Regions from separate parts of the Neogale vison genome. Here region 2 is linked to region 1. A link is a contact called in public Hi-C data. All regions are on one chromosome and are shown on one strand. Each heading gives the region's core, a stretch centred on a gene start, on an enhancer-like site or on the middle of the called end of the contact. The rest is flanking DNA. Distances are from core to core; before and after follow the strand shown. Region 1 holds the start of NFAM1 (NFAT activation molecule 1). Region 2 holds the start of NDUFA6 (NADH dehydrogenase [ubiquinone] 1 alpha subcomplex subunit 6).

Evidence for each region. A called contact is a pair of places that touch in the nucleus more often than the background predicts.
Region 2: a Hi-C map of fibroblasts shows a contact between it and region 1, with 6 times the contacts expected there. The contact joins the promoter of NDUFA6 here to the promoter of NFAM1 in region 1. A contact is called at or near these places in 2 of 3 Hi-C or Micro-C datasets (fibroblasts and muscle).

What each region holds. Positions count from the first base shown.
Region 1 is chr12:6,429,750-6,432,736 of ASM_NN_V1, forward strand. It overlaps NFAM1 (NFAT activation molecule 1), which reads left to right and starts at 1,688. Exons shown (of 7, transcript XM_044226672.1): 1 at 1,688-1,758; 2 at 2,875-2,987. The coding sequence starts at 2,981.
Region 2 is chr12:6,707,519-6,710,488 of ASM_NN_V1, forward strand. It overlaps NDUFA6 (NADH dehydrogenase [ubiquinone] 1 alpha subcomplex subunit 6), which reads left to right and starts at 1,480. Exons shown (of 3, transcript XM_044227868.1): 1 at 1,480-1,661. The coding sequence starts at 1,523.

The DNA.
Region 1 (2,987 bases), core at 438-2,937:
TTCTGGTCCTAGAAAGACGGGCAGCATCTCGTGGGGGCTGCTGGGCGTTTTGTAGAACGGGATTTTCACCCCAGTGACTGCAGGGAGGGTCTCCACTTCTGAACGAGCCGTGTTCCAAAGAAAAATCTTTCCACTCAGAAACCCTATCATAAATGATGCCAGGGCTTCTGTGAACCAGAGCCGGAAAGCGGCTCAACTCAGTCGTGGCTGAAAATCTGTACACGCGAAATGAAAACAGTAGAAATCGATACTGGTGGTACTACCAGTAATTTTTTAACAGAAAAATAAATGGTCTTATTTATCTGACCGTTGTCACCAGACAGCAAAGGTAGTTTCAGGAAAGGATGGGGATGGGGGAGGCCTTCCAGGTCCTGCTCCCCTGGTCCCCCCTCCCACCCCTGCTGCTTGGGACCTAACGCCCCAGTCCCTCTGGCTGGCTCATTCTCTCCTACTCCTAGAAGCTTCTCACTGAGCCTTTGTGAATGCCCTGGCCTTGGCGTCCGTGGCGGGCTCAGCCTGGTCTGGGCTTGTGTCCTCCTCACACTGGGTTCCCACAGGTTTGTGACTCAGGTGTGTGGGAGTCAGGCTCCGCCCTAGATGGAGGGCAATGCCCCCAAAAGGTTTGTTGAATGAATGATAGAGGGATTCAACGTTTCTGGTGGGTCATTGGAGGTAGTTCTAGACTCCTCTAAGAATTAGAGGTGCTGGCCTGCGTTCTTTGCTGTCTCTGGAACCAGGGCCTTCTGCCTGTGACCCAGGTCTCCCCAGGCATGGGGTATTTAGGGAAAAAGTGGCCTAGCTTAGTACACTGAAGGGAAGTGGGAGGAAAAGAACCTTCTGGGCAGAGGGGAGAGGGAGAGCAGGAGAGAAGCTCCCCTGAGGAATCAAGCCAAGCTGATGGGGGAATTCCCACAGATTCCCCTGCCCCTGCCCAGCCCCCTGTCCCCAACTCTGAAGCCTTAACAGGGTTCAGCTCCTAGACAAAAGTCCACTGGGGACCGCCTCTCCTGTCCCTCCTCCTGTTCCCACTCCCCACCCTTTCTAAGTGTCTCCCGCTGCCCATCCCAGACCTGTCACCCTCCACAGATTTCCTCATGGCTAACCACACACCCTGGGTGTCCGTACCCGTCCCATGGCCCCACGCTGGACCCATGTTGCTCTCTGCCCGTCCCCCAAGCCCCACACAGAGACCAGTACTAGAAAGAGGCTCAATAAGAGTTGAAGGCAGAACAGGTATTTTCTTTTTTTTTTTTAAGATTTTATTTATTTATTGAACAGAGATAACAAGTAGGCAGAGAGGCAGGCAGAGAGAGAGAGAGAGAGAGAGAGGAGGAAGCAGGCTCCCTTGCGGGGCTCCATCCCAGGACCCTGGGATCATGACCTGAGCTGAAGGCAGAGGCTTTAACCCACTGAGCCACCCAGGTGCCCCAGAACAGCTACTTCCAACTCACATCTTATTCTTTGCAAACTCTTTCCCTCCTGTCACTCCCAACCACTTTTTTTTTTTTTAAAGATTTTATTTATTTATTTGACAGAGAGAGATCACAAGTAGGCAGAGAGGCAGGCAGAGAGAGAGAGAGGGAAGCAGGCTCCCTGTTGAGCAGAGAGCCCGATGCGGGACTGGATCCCAGGACCCTGAGATCATGACCTGAGCCGAAGGCAGCGGCTTAACCCACTGAGCCACCCAGGCACCCCACTCCCAACCACTTTTCATCAAATCCATGGTGGCTGAGGAAACGGCCCCCATTGGCTTAGAAGGTAAGGAGGGGGGCACGGTGAGGTGCTTGTTCTCTATTCCCTGGACACCTGCTGGCCTTCCAAGGGAGGGGGAAGGGGCAGAGGGAATGAAGGAGGATCAAATCTCTTTGAAGGGCTCCCCCTGGCTCCTTCCAAGCCGGCCTCCTGGAAGGCGGCCACCACCCTGCCCACAGCCCCTTGGGAATGTGACTTGAAAGTGCTTCGGGCAGTTTCTCCAGTGTGAGAACTACGGGATGTTAAAATTCAGATGCCCTGGGCTCTCAGAGCTAGATCTCTGGGGTGGGGCCAGAAATCTGCATAATTACCAGCGGCCACACACAGGCCTCTGCCCACGGGACACTGAGGCCCTCTGGCTCATAAAACCACAGAACTGTGTGGGGTGACAATGCATGAATTAGCCTCAGGGGAGGCTAATTGTTTCCTTAATTGGCTGAACTCACTGTGGGAGCCCTGCTCAGAAAGTCTCCGGTTGTCACCGCAAAACCGTGGGACTGGTTTGCTTGGTGGCCAGTGACGGACTCTGATGGCTTCCCCCAAGCAGATTTCATAAAGTGTTTCCAGCAAAGCAGCTTGTTAGAACCCAGGGGGGCAAGCTCTAAAGGACGCTCAGGTCCCTGGGAAGGGCATTGCAGAGAGAGCCAGCAGGCCCAGCACTCCGTTCCCACAGGCTCCCTGCACCCCGCCCCCGGCCCCGCTTGCCCCGAAACCCCCCCCTTCTCCCGCCCTGCTCCGGCCACTCCATCAAGCTGCTTCTCGAGCCCCCCACCGAGCTTGCTGGGTGGCAGCCTCGGCAGAAGGAAAAGAAGGGACAGGGAGAGGCACTTCGGGTGAGCCTTCCCCTGTTTGCCACCAGGTGGCGCCATTGGCACAGGACAACCTGGGGCTGTCCCGTATGGCCAGTGGGGACCAGGGTGGTACCATTAGTTCAAGACCAAAGCCTTTGGTCCACCTGAGGACCTCCAGTGAGGCGCTCCCCCGAGCCACCTGCTCAGTGCTTATCCTTCCCAGGGACACGGTTGTACCAGGATGCCAAGCCTAACAGGGCCTCGGCACACGGCAAACATGGATAAATACTGAAAAATGATGCCATCTTTGTTTTTTTTTTTCTTCTCCCAGATCTTAAGGATTACTTTCCGCGTGGCAGGGGCTGAGGAGGAAGCACTGAGTCCTTGCTGCCTTCCCGCAACAGAACTCGCCGGGAGAGTCTTGTCTCACTCTGGGCATGTGTC
Region 2 (2,970 bases), core at 230-2,729, 280 kb after region 1:
TCAGCGGCCTTTTTTTTTTTTTTCAATGAAAAGGAATATTAAATGCTACATTCATGATAGCGGTGACTCCTGGAGGAGGCAGGAGCATGGACGGGGTTAGAATTAGGTAGAGGTGATGAAGTAGGTGCTGGGAGAGGTAGAGCACAGATTCCAGGGACAGCTGCCTGGGTCTCAAGCCAGCCCTGCCCGGTAACTTCCTCTCTGTGTGTCTGTTTTCTCATCTGTAAAATGGGTTTAAAGGTGCTGATCCCACAGGTGTGTTGTGATGCATGAACAAGTTAATGTGCCTGGAGAACTCAAATCAGTGGCTGTCAAGAGCACAGTCTGCTTATATAATCCTTAACTCTATCACCACTTTTTGAGGTTGTGGTTGAGGCCTCAAGGTTTCCATTTTATTATCATGCTTTGAACTCGTATATGGTGCAAGCTTCCTTTGAATGAGTAACTCACTTAAAAGCAGACACATTTTAAAAGGCAATGCAAGAACAAAAATCGGATTTTCTTTTACCCTTTAAAACGGGAAAGGCTGGGATAGTTGCAGGGCCCTATTCCGTGCTGGCTGGGGTCTCAGAGCTGAGCTCAGCCCCTGCTCCTGCCCCTCCCCCAGCACCCTCACAAGGTGCACGTGACCTTGACCCCAAACCACCTGTTTCCTGGGGTGCTAACAGAAGCTCTCTGATCCATGAGATTAAAGAAGATCAGGTAAAATGGTCTAGTGTGCGGCCTGCCATGCGTTAGCTGTTATTTCTCCCTTAGCACCTCCGGACCCCCCACCCGGGATGGCCAGATGACAACCTCAGTAGAAAAATATCACAACGGAGGGGACACGCAGGACAGTCGATGCAAGCCTGCCTCCGGCTCCACGTTTCTGGGCCGCTTCTCACGGAGATGCACAGGTTAGGATGAAAAGGTTCTTGTCTGAAACGGGGCTGATGATAGAGCCCACCTTCCCGGGACGTGGAGAAGCGCCAGGAGGGCAACGGCCAGGAAAGAGCTTTGGCGGCTACCCAGCGCTTCCGAAGAGTTGGTTTATTGGGGTGGGGGGTGGGGGGTGGGGGACAGAATGATGCTGCAGAGAAACCGCACAGGGCCCAGGCCGGCGCCAAGGAAGCCCAGGCGCCCTGGGGGGCTTCCGCTGCCCCTGGGGACCCGTGACCCCGGCCCGGGGAAAGCGACCCGCGAAGCTCTGCGAGACCCGCGCGCCCACAGGCACAACCAAAGGAGCGCGGCGAGCTGGTGGTGGCCGGCGGGACAACGGAGGACGCCAAGGCTGCGGCTCCGCGGCCAGCCTGGCGCTCGAGCGTCTCCTGGCGGCGAGGTTGGGCCAACCTCACCAACAGCTGAGCTGGGGTTTCCGGGTCTGGGCATGCGCATCCCCTAGCGTCCTCCCAGCCAGTCAGAGAGTCCCACAGCTATCCTCCCGCCTACCCATGGCGCTTGGGGGCGTGGCTTTTAGTTTTAGCCAATGACAAAAGACTTTCGTCCTTTGGCCGCCCCCACTGAAGGTGGTTTCTTTAGCAAGATGGCGGCGAGCGGCCTCCGGCGGGCTGCTGCTACGGTGCCCACTTCAGTGAAGCCCATTTTTAGTCGGGACATGAACGAAGCCAAGCGGAGGGTGCGCGAGTTGTACCGCGCCTGGTACCGAGAGGTGCCGAACACTGGTGAGAGGCCGCGGCGCAAGCGGGGCTCCGGATGCAGCCGCCCAAGGTCGCAGCCGTCCTGGCCTCCCATTTCTCCCGGGACGAGCTGAGGTCACCGACCTGGGCACAGGCGACTCCGGGTGCTTCAGGGGAGGAGGGTCACCCAAGCATTGGTGGACCCGACCCGGCGGCGGCGCCGGTCTCAAAAGCAACCGTGACCTGCGTCCGAACCGCGCTTCTAGGCGCTCTGGGCGCGTTGGCCCTTTTCGTCCCCGTAATTGTTACCGATTCCGTGGGAGGGACTGTGGGTGACAGGCTTGTTTTATAGGTGAGGGATGTGAGGCACCTAGAGGCGAAGTGATGCCCCCGAGGCCCAGAGCCAGCCTTGGTGGATCTGGAACCCAAAGTCAGCTGTAAGTTGCTGACTGTATTTACAGGTGCCCATTAGGTTCTGTGAGCCGAAAGTGGGTGTAGGGCTTGAGTGGTCATCTGTCTCGCACACGCCCACCCCCACCCGCCACGGAAAAACAGACCACCAGAGAAGGGAAGTGACTTTCCCAAGGTCATCCAGTTAAGTCAGTGTTTGGTGGCTTTTCCAGTCCAAGTGAGGTGGCCTCCCACAGCTTCCCGAGCTTGCTCCCCAGCTCTGCCTGCCTCTAGCATTTCTTAGGAACTCCGTTCCCTCCCCTCGCATGACCTGCCCCCTACTGCCTCGCTGTCCCCTGCCTTCACTTAGATGCCCCAGAACCAGTCACTGGAAGGATTGAAATACTGAGGTCCCCGGTTGCAGAGATTCTGTTTTCTTATCTCGGTGTTCCCCCTCGGCACTGCCCAATGTCCCTGTTGAGAAAAGATCTGGGAAATAAACTGTCAAGGACGGTAGGAACGTTAGAGGCTGTCGATATTTTGTTGTTTTGTAGATTGATGGAGTGTGTTTTAGTGTGGACCGTCACTGCTGGTCTAAGAGGGAAGGTGTTCGTAAGTGAGCTCCCCTCTGGGCTGTCCCTTCCCTACGTGTGTGTGAGAAGCAATAGAGTGTGGTAGTTAACACAGACTTGTCCCCAGACCTTGCCTCTTACTAGCTGTGTGACCTTGAGCAAATTATTTCATCTTGCTGTGCCTCAGTTTCCTCCTCTGTAAAACGAGCATCATGGTGATACCTTCTTCAGAGAGTAGACTTATTAAAAAGGTAGTATATTTAAAGTGCTGAGGGGAAGCCTTGGCACTTAGGTACTCATTGAATGTTGGCCGCCACTGTTGTTTTTTTTTTTTTTTTAAAGATTTTATTTATTTATTTGACAGAGCGAGATCACAAGTAGGCAGAGAGGCA